2 separate regions of the Anas platyrhynchos genome follow, and region 2 is linked to region 1. The links are chromatin contacts, called in public Hi-C maps. All regions are on one chromosome and are shown on one strand. The core of a region is the stretch at or near the end of the contact, and the rest is flanking DNA. Distances in the headings are between cores, read along the strand shown. Region 1 holds the start of VAV2 (vav guanine nucleotide exchange factor 2). Region 2 overlaps VAV2 (vav guanine nucleotide exchange factor 2).

Region 1 (7,523 bases), core at 4,707-7,206:
GATCTCACAGTAACACAGGTATGTTCTGCTCAACACATCAACTTCAGCAAACTTCAGTATTTGTGCATTTAATGCGCATGGGAGAGGTGGAGAAAATTCTTCTTTGCTATATTAAAAAAAATAAAGTGCTTGAGAAATGCTTAAAGGGAGAGGTTTTAGATAAATATGATAGCAGTACTGACTGTGCCTAATTTTAGGCAGGTAAATAATCCACCTTGAAGTCAACATCAAACACTGATTTGCTGGAAGTTGAGCCCATGTCCAAGTACTGCTGGGTCGAGCACACGGGGCTCAGCCCAATGTTACGCTTCAATGCTGAACCCTGGGAACATAATTAGCAGCCCTGGAAGTGGTTCTGCTTTGTCTTTAAGAAAGGTTTAGGTGCTTGCTGGGTTGGGTTCTCAGCTTGACCTTGTCATGAGGAAGTCAGGGACTCGGCTCCAACAGCAACAACCTGAGAGCAGGATCCATTGCTGAGAGGTATAACTGTAGTATTTTTGTCTCCTAAAACCCTTCAGTTGGTTGAAACAAATGCTGCCAGACGCAATGGATGCGTACCAAATCTACTAAAACAAGAGATGTTATCCAACCGGAATTAGAAATCATTTCAAGCTCCTACATGCATTAAAACCTACGTGCAAAGCAGACCTCAGTAGGCTGGAGCTGTATTTACAGCAGCTTTCTTCCTGTTGCTCTTAGGCCCATCCCTCCCTCTCAGGTGGTTCACCCGGCAATGCATTCCTGGAGCATTAGCTGGGGCCTGTGTAAGCTTTAATGGGGTTGGGGATCTTGCTGCAGGAAGGGACTCGGCTGCACTGGCTCCAGAAGTCCTGTCTGTAATTTATTTCTGTAATGCCAAAGTGAAAGGGCACTCTGCTGTGCAGAGGATGAAGCTGCAGTGCACCTTTCCTGTTAAGTATTTTGAAGGCTCAGATAAAAATCTCAACGCATTTTTTCCCTCTTCCCCTTTCATTTAACTTCATGACCTGGTTCTAAGAGACCACTTCCAGGGAAGTAATTAAAGGCAGACAGGGCAAGCAGAGCAAGCACTGGCTGTGTGTGTTAGCAGATAATCTTCCTAAAATCTTAATCTCAGCGGAAACCAATCTAGACTCGCCTGTCTCCCACCAGCGTTCGCAGAGCTTTGGCAATGCCTAAGGACTAGCAAGGTACAGTGCCTGCTGGGGCCAGTTCCCAAATGGCAGCGGGTGTTGTTCACGGTACACAAGCCACTTAAAGCAACACATGGTCCAGCATGGACCCTGCTGATGATGCTAGGCAGCACACACAGGCTCATCAGTTCCTGAGCGAGGCTGGTTTTGTTATATACACTCAACGACATGCAAAATCAGATGCTACCGACAGCAAAAATTAACATCAACTTCCAGCAGCCTTCCTGACCGATCCCACGCCCGGCCTTAGCCGCAGGTCTGGTGGCACGGTGCGAGCCCTCCAAACTCCGGTTCGTCTCCACGTGCAGATTTCTGGTGCCCAGCCACCGGAATTACATGATAGCACAAAACTTGGACTGTCCCGTGTCCCTGGAGACATCCAGCTTGTTTTTGTCCCGCACCAGGATGGCTTCGTTGCCGTACTGCGAGTACCACATGCTGCGGCTCCGGCTCAGGTAGGTGTTGGGCGGCGCCGACTCCAGTTTCTGCTGCTGCTGCTGCCAGATGAGCAGCGAGGTGTCCCTGTAGCGCAGCCGGGCATAGCCCTCGGACAAGGCTTTTTCGGGCAGGGGCACCCTCCCGTTCATCACCTTGTCAGTCATCTGCTCAAGGGCACCTTCAAAGGTGAGATCTTCCTCCCGGCAGCTCCGAAATACACCCCGCTGGGGCGGTGCAGACCGACGGCAGCTTGGTGCTCAGGGGAGAACATCCCCAGGGGCACAGCTCCTGGGGGCTGCGAGCTGTGTGCCTGGTACCAGCACCCCTCAGAAGAGGGCACGGGGATGTGCGCACCCAAAAATCACAGCAGGCAGCCTGGCCTTGCTTAGGGAACAAGCCAGGGCTTTTCCAGAAGCTCACCCAGCGGTGGTGTTGGTGCCCGTTTCATCTTGCAGCGGGGCCGGGCGCACGAAGCTGGGAGTGATGGGGCGAGCGGCTCCAGCTGAGGGTCGCCTCTCCAAAGGATGGAGCCCCGAATTGTAGGGCACACCTAAAGGGCCCCCAGCAGCATCCAGGCTTGTGCGTGACCTCGTGCGTGACCTCAGCGCCCGTCGGTGACCTCAGCCCCACTGCGTGACCTCACGCCGACGCCAGCCCGGCGCTCCCCCAGTCCCTTCTTGATGGATAGCGCCCAACACAACCCAAGACGCTGCCTCCACGTCTCCGCACCCCTCCTGGGCCACCCATCACCTCCCGACAGCACCACTCCGAGGGGCTTCAACCTGGAGGGGGGGGGGGACACAAAGCAGGGGTCACAGCAAGGCCTGGCACCACCCCCCTTTTTCCCCCCCTCCACCCTTTTCCCACCCCTCCACGGTTTTCCCACCCCCACCCCTTGCCCCCCTTTAGGGTGCCCCCCACCCTTGGGCGCTCCCTGCCCCCCCCCCCCCCGGCCCCACCGTGCCTGCGCTGCCCGGCCCGGCTCGGCTCGGCCCCGGCGCGGCTCCGCGGAGCGGCTGCGGAGGCGCCTCCCGAGCGCATCACGGCGGGGAGGAGCCGCAGCCAACGGCGGGGGGGAGAGGACGGGGCCGGGGCGGAGCCGGGGAGGACCGGGGGGGGACTCGGGGGGGGACCCGGTGCTCGCCTCCTGCCCGCCCCCAGCCGCTCCCGGTGCTGGCTTTGGGGCGAGGAGCGCCCCGATAGCAGCATCTTGGGGTTCCCCTGGCATGGAGCAAGAGAGCTGAGCGAAGGGAGATGGTTATTATTTATTTATTTACTTGTTTATTTACTTATTTATTTACTTATTTATTTGCTTATTTATTTACTTATTTATTTTATTTATATGCTGGTGGAGATAAATCTCAGCTGCCAAGCTTCGTACCGCCCGCTAAGGCAGCGCCCTGGTGGGGTTTTTGCCCTGCTGGGCAGCTGAACGCAGCCCCAGCCGCTCTCACGCTCCCCGTCCTTAGAAGGGGGGGAGAGGACAGTATGCTGGAAAGGGAAAAAAACAACCCGTGGGGGGAGATGAGGGTAATTTAATTAAAGGGAAAAGGAGGAGGGAGAAACAAGCAAAGGCTGCGCGGAAGCACAGAGGGAGAGAAAAGGAATTCCTGCCCGCTTCCCAAGGGGAGGAGGGAAGGAAGGAAGGACAACGGCAGGATGGACGCATGGATGTGGTCAGCACTGGAGATGTCCCAGCTCCGCCTGATCCCCTCCCGCTAGCACAGCAGAGACAGGAGCCAGCCCAGGCCCCACGCTGGGGAAGCTGCAGAGCAAAATGTGAAATCACTGAGTGGAACCAGATTTGTTTTTCACTTTCCTGCTCCCCTTTGCCAGCCCGCAGGCACTCACCCCATCGGCTGCTCTGGGTGTGCAGGGGTTCAGGAGCTCCACAGCAGCCTCGGGTCTCCACGAGGATCGAGCAAGAGCCACTGCTGAGCACCGTTGGCCGAGCTGTGCCTCCCGCAGCTTTCCTAAAATAGCTGGAGAAGGGAACCCGCAGGGTCTCAGGGTGTGATACAAGTGGTACCAGGCTGCACGGTGACTGCTGACAGCTCCTGCCCGGGCAGCCAGGCCCCAGCTGGGGATGGGTGTCCTGTGGGACAGGCTGGTGCACACGCAGCCTGATCCAGAAGGTGGCAATGGCAATCCACGGACACTCAGAAATGGGGATTTTGTGGAGGCACGGCCCTGGTATTTAAGGGAGGTTTTCAGATGGATGCTCCTAAGAGGCAGCGTGGTGGCAGCTTCTCTGCATGCTCCAGCTGGGGGCTCCTGCCGGCACCGAGTTACTGAGACCCCGGGGATGAAAAGCCATGAAGCCCCTTCTGTTACTAGTTCTGTTTTAGTATTTTTCCAGCGCTCATCTCTCAGGCCCCTCACTTGAGAAAGCAACACGAGGATGGGCCACGAGGGCCGAGAGCAGCGCGCTGGGTGCCCAGCAGAGGGTGGTGTCAGCCTCTGCCAGCAGCTCCGCCGCTGCCCCGGGCTGTCCTGTCCTTCGTTCCCTGGCTGTCTGTCGTTCCCTGGCTGCCTGTCATTCCCTGGCTGTCTCTCGTTCCCTGCCTGTCTCTCATTCCCAGGCTGTCTGTCATTCCTTGGCTGTCCATCATTCCCTGTCATTCCCAGCAGTGCCAAGGGGCAGGAGAGGGGAGCACAAAACCCACCCCGTCCTCCTTTCATTTGTCCAATCCCCCTTTCAGCTTTAGGTTCACACTGGAAGCAGTTCCCAGATCCTCTTTGCTTGTCCCATACTCCCGGGTTCAGGACGTTTGTATGATCTGCAGCTCGCAGCCCACAAGAGTGCGTGCTGGCTGCACGCTCGTCGCCGAGCCTTGCCTTCCAGTTGTTTCCCCTCTCAGAAATCCCTGCTATCAGCTGTTTTTCCTGCTGCAGAGGTGGGTGAGAAGCGTCCTTGCTTCAGCACCTCCCACGCAGATGCTGGCTTTGCAGCTGCGGCGATCGGTCCTAAGTGTCCGGGGGCCAAGCAGGGGTTTTATTATGCAGTAAAAAAAGCCAGGCCATAGCAAGCAGCTTTAATTATACGCATATAATAAACTCCTCTGTAGCCCTCTACCTACAGACCTGATCTCACAGGGCAGACTAGGGCTCAGTGACCCAAAATTATCCCTGGCAGGACTCCACGCCTTTCAATGGCTGCGTGACTCCTGCCCACTGGGTGCTGCTGGAGCCCAGGCAGAGAGGCTTAATGGTGAACTTCAGGAATGAGAAAGTTATGGAGAGAAATCACCTCCGCAGGGTACGGGGAGCTGCGGATCAGCATGCTCCCCAGTACACCCAGGGCAGGGCACAGCTCTGATTGCGAGGCCGGGGCACAGGGATGCTGTTCCCTCTCCGTTTATACTCGCACCCATCCTGCCCTGCCAGAGGCGCACCAGGCACCGCACGCAGCCAGACCGGGGGCAGATCGAGCGCCAGCACATCAGGCTAAAAGAAGCACTTCCCGTGCTATTTGAAAAAAAATAAATAAAAAAATAAAAAAGCTTCTCCAAACTGTCCTTGGAATATCAAACAATTGTTTTTCATTCTTTACAGGGATCTTCCTTCCCATCCTGGAAGCGAAGGGTCATGCCAGCAGAGTTGCTCTTTCTTCTTTATCTCCACTTGGCTACATTTGGAAGAGATTAGCGTTGCATTTGTTTGACATCCAGGTTAATAGCTTCCCTTCGTCCCAGCCTCGGCTTCCGGTGTTGGCTATCTGGAAAGCCAGGACGAAAATTAATTGACAAACTCTTGGGAGAGGATCTCCAAAGAAAACTCAGACCAGATTTGAAAAGAGGCTGCTCTGAAGTGTGCTGATTTGGATGGGAGCCACCGAGGGAAAATTAGAGATTTTCAGGAGTTTGCTGCCAAGGAGTTAATGGCCAAGAGTTGAGGTTTGCAATAAATACGCTGGTAATTAATTATAGGAGTTGTCTTCGTGTTTGAAAGTCAAGGAACACGATCGCTTGTTTGGGTTAAACATCTCCCCTGCAGTATTTGCAGCCCAAACACGAGCCGGAGAGGGGGAGCGTGGAGCCAGACAAAGCAGCGGCTGCTCGGGGGAGGGCCGGGAGGCTGCTGGGGGGGGGTCTTGGGGACCCCAAATGCGAACGGGGGCCGGGGGGGAGCGGAGCAGCGGGCGGCTGGGGGGGGTCCGCAGCAGGACGGGGAGCGGGGAGCTGCAGGAGGAGGGAGCGGGGGGGGGTGCAAAGAGAGAAAATAAAGGGGAAAATAAAAAAAAAAATAAAAGGGAAGGAAAGGAGGCGTGCAGCGCTCCCGCAGACAAAGGGGCGGCGGGGGCGGGCCGGGAGCTCCTCCCGGCGGGGCGGGGGCTTCGGCCCGGGGGTGGTGGTGGTGGTGAGGGGAGGGGGGGGGCAGCAAATTCCCACCCGCGACGGCAGCGGGGGCGTCCCCAGCGCCAGCTCCGCGGCTGTGCAGGTGGGGCGGGGGCAGGAGCAAAAGCAGGAGCAGCACCAGGAGCGAGAGCAGCTTCGGGAGCAGGAGCAGCTTCGGGAGCAGGAGCAGCGGCTGCAGGAGGAGCAAAAGCAGGAGCAAAAGGAGCAAAAGCAGCAAAAGCAGCAGCGGCAGGAGCAAGTTTCCCCGGGCCGGGGAGGGGGGACACGAAGTTGCGCGGGGGTGGCCCCTTTGTTCCCGGGCCGATGCGGCGCGCCTAGCCCCGGCGGTGGGGCCGCAGCGGGGGCAGGGGCAGCCCTCCGCCGGAAAACTCGGCGCCGTCCCCCTCCTCCCCTTCCTCCTCCTTCCTCCTCCTCCTCCTCCTCCTCCCCGCCGATGCTTCCCCGGGCGGTGAGCGGCGATGGAGCGGGGCGGTAGCGCGGCGGCAGCCGCCCGCTGCCCCTGAGCAGGGAGGAGGAGGAAGAGGAGGAGGAGGAGGAGGAAGGTCGTGGCCATGGAGGAGTGGAGGCAGTGCGGCCGCTGGCTCATCGACTGCAAAGTTTTGCCCCCCAACCACCGGGTGGTCTGGCCCTCGGCGGTGGTCTTCGACCTGGCGCAGGCGCTGCGGGACGGGGTGCTGCTGTGCCAGCTGCTCCACAACCTCTCCCCCGGCTCCATCGACCTCAAGGACATCAACTTCAGGCCCCAGATGTCCCAGGTATTCATTGGATTTTTATTTTTTATTATTTTTTTTTGGGGGGGTGGTGGTATGCGTATAGGGCTCTTTGTGTTGTTCTTGCAAAACTTCGTGGGATGAGTGAGTGCGGGCGTGGATAGGTGTGTGTGTGTGTGTGTAGAGCTTTTTTTCCAGCCCCCCCGGCTGCCCTTAGCCCCCAACCCCCCTATTTTAGCTCCAAACCCGTACCCCGAGGCTCAGCCCCAGCACCGGGGCTCAGGGCTGGGAAGCCGGCAGCGGCTGCACAAGGGGGCTGGGGGGGGGAGAAACCGCCCCGGGGGAAGAAGGCAGTCTGTGTGTGCCCCCCCCCCCATATTTATAGCCCTCTCGAAACAAAAGCAGCCAGCACGGCCGGGATGAGGCTGGCGTGGTTACTTCCAGGGCTTTTCTCGAGGCTTATGTTCGGCTTTGATGCGCTGCAGGAGCGGTGCTCTGAGCGCTGTCCTGGCAGGGTTGCTGGCCCGAGGGGCAAAAGTTTGCCCAGAAAGATCAAAAACGAGAAGAAAACACTCCCCAGGAGCTCTGCCAGCCTGCCCCGGACCTGGGGGCATGGTGCTGTAGGGCTGGGCTCAGCGCTGCCCACCACCAGGATTTGGGGTCGGGTGACCCTAAGGCTTTAGGGTTCCCTCCCTGGGCGTGTTTCCATCTGGGATTGTTTTGGTGGAAGGATGCTTGAACACCAGATTGGCTCTGCCTGGCTGGTTTGCAGCTCTCCGTGTTCCCGCGTGCTGAGCCGCACGGCATTTGCGTGGAAATCGGGAAATGAAAATCGATGAGAAACC
Region 2 (7,164 bases), core at 1,260-3,759, 38 kb after region 1:
TCTCCTTTTCCTCCCTCTCCTGCTTCCAAACCAGCACTGTTTATAGATGCACAGCTCCTCCGTGGAACTGAAAGAGCCAGAAATGTTCGTTCTGGGAAGCTTTGGAAGCTTTGCTTTTTTTCTTTTTTTTTTTTCCTCCCCTCTTGGCTGCTTTCCCCAGTATTTTTCCAAGGGGTCACATTAAGGGGTATTATGTTTCAGATCAAACAAGCACGGGCAGGATCTTTCCTAACTCCCATAGCCTGCATGGGAGGATTGTGCTGTTGGGCCTCAAACTACAGCCGAAGTGTTGTAATGTGCAGGGGGCCGGAGGTATCGATCAGGACGTGGGTAAACACGTGTCCTTACCGTGTACAAAACTGATCTTCCTGCGCTTCTGTGATTTGGCTGAGTTCTTCTTGTCCTCATATTAGAAAAGATTGGGGGATGGGGATATTTGTTTCTTTGAAAAACCTGAGAGCAGTAAAACATTCACCCGTCTGTGCCCTCAAAAAGGGATGGGGTGCAGTTTGTCTCTTTTCTGTGACCCTGCAGCTTTTGTCTGTTGTTTGAAAAATGCCTGGCTGCTTTAGAACCCCACAAGACTTTTTTTTTTTTTTTTTTATTATTATTATTACATCACTGGCCATTTGTGACTTAACGATTTGGCCGTGGTCATCACAACTGAAAGGTGTCAACAGGCAGAGTCAGTCCTTCAGCGCTCCATTAGTGCATCTGGCATCACTTGAGCTCAACCGTTCAGCGTGCTTGTGCTTTGGGAAAGGAAGGAAATACATCCCGTGTAATGTCATTTAAAGCAGTCTCGGAATAAAAGGAGGGTTTTATTCTGTAACGAGCCAGGGATCTTCTGTTTCTTCATTAAAATCTTCCCCAGATTTCCTAGCCTCTGAGTTTCAGCGTCTGATAATGAAACTGTCTCAAGGCCAAATGCTTCGGTTATGAAGAATAATTAACATTTCTTGAAACAGATTAACGTGTGGGTGTAGCCATGTTTTAGCAGAACGTGCAAAAAGCGAAACTCTCAGCCTGAAAGCACTGCCATGACCGAACTTCACAAACCCCCGTGCTCAGGGTAATTCTGCTCGGCATCTTCCCTGTGAAACAGATTAAAGAAAAAGGGGAGGACAAAAAGCTTCTGCAGCAAACCGATTCCTCCTGGGGCAAAGGAGGGCGGGTACAAGTTAGCATATCAAAGCATCGTGCCCCAAAACAGGCACCCTGATGCTGGGATGGAGCCGGGGTGCCTGGTGCCCATTCCCCGGCTCATCCTGGCAGAAGGGGCCAGGGCTGGGGCGCACAGGGAGGGGGGGACCTGATTTGGCCAGGTCAGCCTCCTCCTGCATCCACACTTGGCATTCGGACAGTCACATATCGAAGCAAAACGTTAATGTTTCACGGCAAATAAACATTGCTCAAAGTGGGGGCAGAAAAATCCTGTGTTGAAACCTCGGCTCCTCAGCAGGGCATGGTTTCGGTGAGGTTTGCTATTAACACCCAGGTCTCCTGCCATCTCCTGATTCAAGAGGCTTCATTTTCTTGAGGCTGACTTAGGGGGTGCTGCTGCTGGCATGGAGCAGCTCCATGCACGGGGGCTGCCCTCGTGCCACAGCTTGCTGGCGATGAGGTTTCTCCTTTCCATCCCCGCCTTGTTCGAGAGAATTTAAAAAAAAAAAAAAGAAAAAAAAAAAAGAAAAAAAAAGGCATCTCAGACTGTTTTGTTCCACTCTTTCAAAATGGGCTGCTTGTTTGTTCTTGGAGCGCTTCCAGACTTTTTTTTTCCCCTTTTCCTTCAGAAATGAGTTATTTCTTCAAAACTGCCTTCAAATCCTGTACTTTCAGGATTCCTCCGGGTGATCCCCCTGCCCTCTCTGGCTGGGTGTGTGGAGCTGGGGGGGCTGGAGAGCTTGGTGATGGGTGTCCCAGACCTGTAGGGGCTGCACTGGGCGCATCAGGGCACTGACACGGCATCAGGTGGCTTGGATCTACAGTGCTGGCAGGGAAGAATTCCCTTTGAATGGGTTTTAAATAGTTTCCCTGAGCATCGCAGGTGAAGCCAGGATCACGGAGACATGTGAAAGCCACCTGCGTGGGCTGTGTGACATTTCAAACTATTATTTTCCTGCTGTGTGTCTCCTGGGGACAAGTGCCTCTGCATTTCCCAGCCCTCCCCGACTTTGCCAGGCTTTGAGCTAGGCGAGGAAGAGGAGGGGAGGCACGGTGCCTGCCACCAGTGTCGATGTGCAGTTTTTTTGCTGTACCTGCAGCCGGACAGCAGTGCTTGCCAGCCCCCGATGCTTTGCAGATCGAGTTAATGAGCCTCAGATGGCGATGCCGCAGCTCGCTCATTTATACTCTCAGTCTTAATGGCGTGTGTGTAAGTGAGGCATTCTCCTCTTCAACATCATTTTCTTCCTACTAATTACATATTAAAGCATAATCACGGTAGCAAGAAAGCAGCCTTAATGCACCCTGGGTAAAGCTAACGACGTGGGCACGCTCTGTTTAGGGGCGTTTGTCAAAGTTCCCTATCCCAAGCCTGTTGTTAGTAACTTCAGGAATTTCTGAGCCAGCACGGACTTGGTAAATGTTTGCAGTCATTCCTCCTAATGAATAAGGCTTGTGTGGGAGAGGCTGATTGAGCTGCGGTGGAGCTTTTCCCCTGGCTAACAGATGGTGGGGATTTCACAGCCTGTTACTGAAGTTTTGAAAAAGGTGGTTCAGGGGAAGGAGCTAAATGCAAATGGGCTGGGAGTAAGGCAGATCGGAGCCAGCAGGGTGTATGTTCTTCTGGGACTTTGGGAGTGGTGCTTCCCTCCCTAATCCTAGGGCAAGGCTTCATCTTGGTGCCTCACTGCTGATGCCAGCTGCTGGTGTCCAGCAGCTTCTCTTCGGCCTCTGCTGGGTGGCAGAGCTCGTCTCCATCTCCTGTGTTTGCCACCTTCGGGATCTCCCCGACTTCAGGCAGCTCTGGAGAACGTGTCTAGCTTAAAAGGAGCCACAAAGGGGCTCAGCAGTGAGGAGAACTCGTATAATATCTGGGTTCTGAGTTGGTGCAGATGTGGCCCAAGAAGCAGCAGTTTTGCCCAGGCCCTGCAGAGTGGTAGCAGGGGGGCAGCGATGGAGACCCAGCAGCTGTGGGCCCCGGCCTGGTGCAGTACCCAGCCTTTAAGAGCATCTTGTTGAAGACAGGTAAATTACTCATATGGGCAGGGAGACAGTCACACAGATATTTGCATTGTATGGTCCTTGAGGATGCAATGAATGTCCCACAGAGAATAATGAATATCGTGCAGATAAAGGTGTGCTCTTGTCTCACTTTGTGCATCTAACTTAAAATACACCTCTAGAGAGACCAGACTTAAAAGAGGTGTTTTGACAAAGAAAACAGGGTTGTCTTAAGGGGAAAAAAATGAGAAAAGCCCTCTCCCAGTAAGCAGACCCCTTGGTGCTGGTGCTACTGGTGTGCAGAGGTGGGGATCCCAGGAGGCTCCTGAGCATAAGTGTGACACTGGGGGTGTTCCTCTGGCTCTTCAGCCTCCTCTGGGTGCATGCAAAGACAAAGTCAGCAAAGACAGTGCTGGAGCACTTATGTGCAAGAAGTTCTTGGAGACACAGGGTGCGAGGCAGAGGACTTGGGTCCCAAAGCGTGCCTGAGTCTGGTGGGTGCAGCTCTGCAGCGGGGAAGAGAAACCCGGCCTTTACAGCGGACTGCAAAGATTATTGGAAAAACTGAATATATTTCTCTCATGCTGAAATGGTGCTGTAGTCTGTGTACGTGGTGATTTATCAAAAGGAGCTCTGTGCTCTCAGCAGAGCTGAGATCACAGCTTGTTGCAGATGGGAACTGAACTGCCCGGGTCCCACTTCCCTGTGAGTCTGAATGACCATTGTAGAGTGGCGGTGTGTCCTGAACACCACACAGTAATCCTGCTGGAAAGCAGCCTTTTCAGATGCTAGACTTGCGCAGTAAATTAAAACAAACAAACAAAACTTCTGGCTTCTGGAACTAACGTGGCCAAGTTGGCTGCGAGGGCTCTGTGTATGGGCGCATGATGTGGGACCCTGGGGAGCAGCAGCAAATGGAGCCCACCAGATCCTCAGATGTTAGAGGCAGATCCACCAGCATGTGGGTTTGTTTGGGTTTGTTTCATTTTTCAGTTGGGATGGTTGATCCCAGTGTGGGAGATGCTTTAAGTTCCCATCCAGCATTTCCAGCTAACACAACCACTCTTCTGATTTTGGAGACCTTATGTAACAGCTTCTCCGAGGGAATCTAATTTTGAGAGCAAACCATCACTGGGGTTAGATGTTTCTGATGTCTTAGGTCATGCACAAAGATTTATCAGTCACCAGGCGATCCTGTGGTAGGACCTTGAACTGAATGTGTCGGGAAAAGCCATTGCCCGTGGTGGTGTTTTCGAGGTAAAGAAGAAAGCTGGGTCAGGAACAGCAGCCCACGTTTGATCTAAGTACAAAACTTGCTTTAAAAAACATGCAGGCGTAGAAAAAGCTGCAGTTGGGAAGTAGATAAACGGCTGGCTTAACTCCAGCCCGCGGGGAGCCATGTGAAGGGCCCTTGCCCAGGGGCCTCGCTTCGCTCTGTTTGCTCAGCCCGCTTCCTCCACCGGCCAAACCCCAGTGTGTGCTGCCTCCCGCCCGCCCCCTTGCCTTTTTTCATAACATTGTTCTAATTACTGGAGTGTGAAGAATTGACTCTTAAAATGCCTCCTGGCAAATTCCATTTGCGCATTGATGAAGTGGCCCCGTGCTGCAGCCTCGCCGTTAGCGCTGGCTGCTCAGCGCCTGCTGGGCTCGGGCCCTCTCCGACCTTCCCGGGCAAACCAGGACACGCAGGCCATCGCCTTCACTGGGGAGAACTGGGAGGACTGGGGGGGGGGATGATGAGGGGTTAATACTTGTGTTGAAGCTCCTCTTGGGGTGTTTTCCCAGCCCTGCTTCTCCTCCAGCAGGCTGGCTGCAAAATGTCACTTTTGGGGATGGCTTTTTGGCCGTGCACACACCCCTGCCTCGGTGTGGTAGTGCAAGGGTTTACTGGGTAAACTGGGACACCCGGAGAGAGGCCAGAGCCTTGCCAGGGTGGCTACGGGTGGGTGGCGCCGGGCCCAGAAGCTCAGCTGGTGACACAGGGGTGTGGGGCTGAGGTTTTTGGGGAGGTCGAGCTCTGAACCCTGGGTGGAGTGGGGATGTTTGTGGGTGGCACTTTGGCCGTGTCCTCTGCTTTAACTGTCCCTTGAGGTAGGGGCTTGCTGGCTCTGTCTGGACCTCCTGTGCCCTGGCTTGGTGTAGGGGTGTGCAGCAGGCTCTTAACCCCATTATTTCTAGAGGGTTTTTGTTTTTTAAGCGAGCAGGGAGCGCTTGAATAATGCTTTGGGCTTTTTTCTGCAGTTTTGAGGGGCTAAAAACTTAAAAATAAAACTGAAAGCTCAGTTAGCAAGTAATTGCGAGGTTCCTGGGACTGAGGCTTTATGGAGAATGCCGAGGAGGTGGTTCTTTCTGTAATGTTAGGGAGCGGGCAGCCTTGGACCATGTCCTGATTCCTGAGCGCTTGCGGTGGGTCCGTGCAGCAGACTGGGGCTGTAAAATTACGGGTTGCTTCTGTCTGGGTTTCCCTCGCCCCTGTGTTTGCAGCATGGAGCTGGGCCAGCAGGTCCTGGGGAGGAGAGGAGGGATGGGTTGGAGACATTCTTCTCCCTGGGGCCCCCATGGAAAAGATCTGCAGCTGGGCTGCCCCGAGCAGGGTGCTGGCCTCAAGCACTCATGTCTTTGGCTGCCATAAAATCTTTATTGTTAGCATCTTCACAAAACTGGCCAGGAGTTCTCCATGCAGGGTAGGCTACAGGCTGGAGAAGCATTTGTCTGGACCCTAACTGGCTTTGTCTGAGGAGCTAAACTGGTGGGGAACCCAAGCTCATCCCAGCAGCTCTGCCCCTCTGGCAGCCCCCGCACATCCCTGCGTGGGACCTGCTGGAGGTGTGGTGGCAGCCAGGTCCCCACGGTCCTCTGAAAGGACCTGCTTGGGTGCTGTGGGCAGCCTCTCCAAGCAGCTATAGCCGTTTTCTGGCACATAAAGTGGTGTAATTGTCCCTCGCCGGAGCATTGGCACACCTCCTGACTGCTCGTAATGTGCCTCGACTTGGCCGACGGCTGGCGGAGGAGCAGTTATCCTTCAGAGGAGCAACAGAGCCTGAACCTCCACCGCATTATTGTGCTGGTCAGCTTTAACCCTGATTGGGAAGGATTAGAAACACGAGAGGGAAGGCTGAGGAAACCTGCCCTGCTCTAAGCTAAGGAGGAAACACCTGGGGACGCAGCAGGGTCAGTCGGTGGCCAGGGATGCTTGGGTTGGGTGTGCTGCCACCACGGCAAAGGCCTCCAAAATTCAGGGGAAGGGCAGTGCTGGAAGCCCTGGAGGTGGTGCTGAGGGCTGCAGGTGGTACTGATGGAGAAGGTGAAGGCTCTTGTGGCTGCACCAAGGCTGTCGGGGGGCGTGCAGTGGAAGCATCCTCCCGCTGCTGCTGGCACCTGGTGCTGCACGAGGACTCCTGGAGCCGTGTAAAACGGCCGGAGCACATCTCATGTCAGGCCCTTCGCTCCTCCCAGACACTTCTCCAGCTCTGCCTCGCCACAAAGAGGTTTGTAAAGAGGCAGCGATCGATTAAAACAAGCGGTAGTGAGTTCCTGGTAGTGCGAGCTGTCTGAAGGACGAGCAGATCTTTAGACTTTTGTGGTTTTGCTCATTTCTATTCCAAGCTGCATTAAATCCCCCCCCCCTTTTTTTTTTTAACCTTGTTTTCTTCTGAAACATAAACAAGCAAATGCCACAACAAGGGCACACTTAAGGAAACATGAAGCACGGCTATAAATATGAGTGACCCTGCTAAAAGAAAGGGCAGGTAGGAGACGTTACCCGGCAGTGCTCATTAGGGGAACCGGTGTAATTCAGCTCTCTGGATTACCTGCGTGTTCAGCAAAGCTGGTCGGAGGACTGGCAGAGAGAGATAACAGATACAAGATACGTATATGGATCTTTTTTCCCCTGTATGTTTGTATTCTGGGCAGTGGAGCAGATGAAATGGAAGAAGGATGTTGATACCCATGATTATCCATGGTGCACTTGGTCTTTTTGGAAATAAATAAATAAAT

Evidence for each region. Hi-C and Micro-C count contacts between places; a contact is called where the count stands out from the background.
Region 2: a contact with region 1 is called in a Hi-C map of liver, with 3 times the contacts expected there. The contact joins the enhancer-like site here to the promoter of VAV2 in region 1. A contact is called at or near these places in 2 of 8 Hi-C or Micro-C datasets (liver and skeletal muscle).

The regions. Positions count from the first base shown.
Region 1 is chr18:8,897,466-8,904,988 of IASCAAS_PekinDuck_T2T, forward strand. It overlaps VAV2 (vav guanine nucleotide exchange factor 2), which reads left to right and starts at 5,957. Exons shown (of 28, transcript XM_027471053.3): 1 at 5,957-6,723. The coding sequence starts at 6,520. It overlaps LOC110351613 (a long non-coding RNA gene), which reads left to right and starts at 2,714. Exons shown (of 2, transcript XR_003500981.3): 1 at 2,714-2,867; 2 at 5,166-5,538. BRD3OS (BRD3 opposite strand) reads right to left here and starts at 2,691. Exons shown (of 2, transcript XM_072025475.1): 1 at 2,575-2,691; 2 at 1-2,392. The coding sequence starts at 1,774. The coding sequence ends at 1,505.
Region 2 is chr18:8,939,367-8,946,530 of IASCAAS_PekinDuck_T2T, forward strand. The region is part of intron 2 of VAV2 (vav guanine nucleotide exchange factor 2); the gene reads left to right. Among named protein-coding and RNA genes, the nearest start is that of VAV2, 40 kb to the left of the region's middle. Within about 2 kb of position 2,510, at least 2 of the 8 cell types and tissues checked have an H3K27ac peak or open chromatin away from gene starts, as enhancers often do.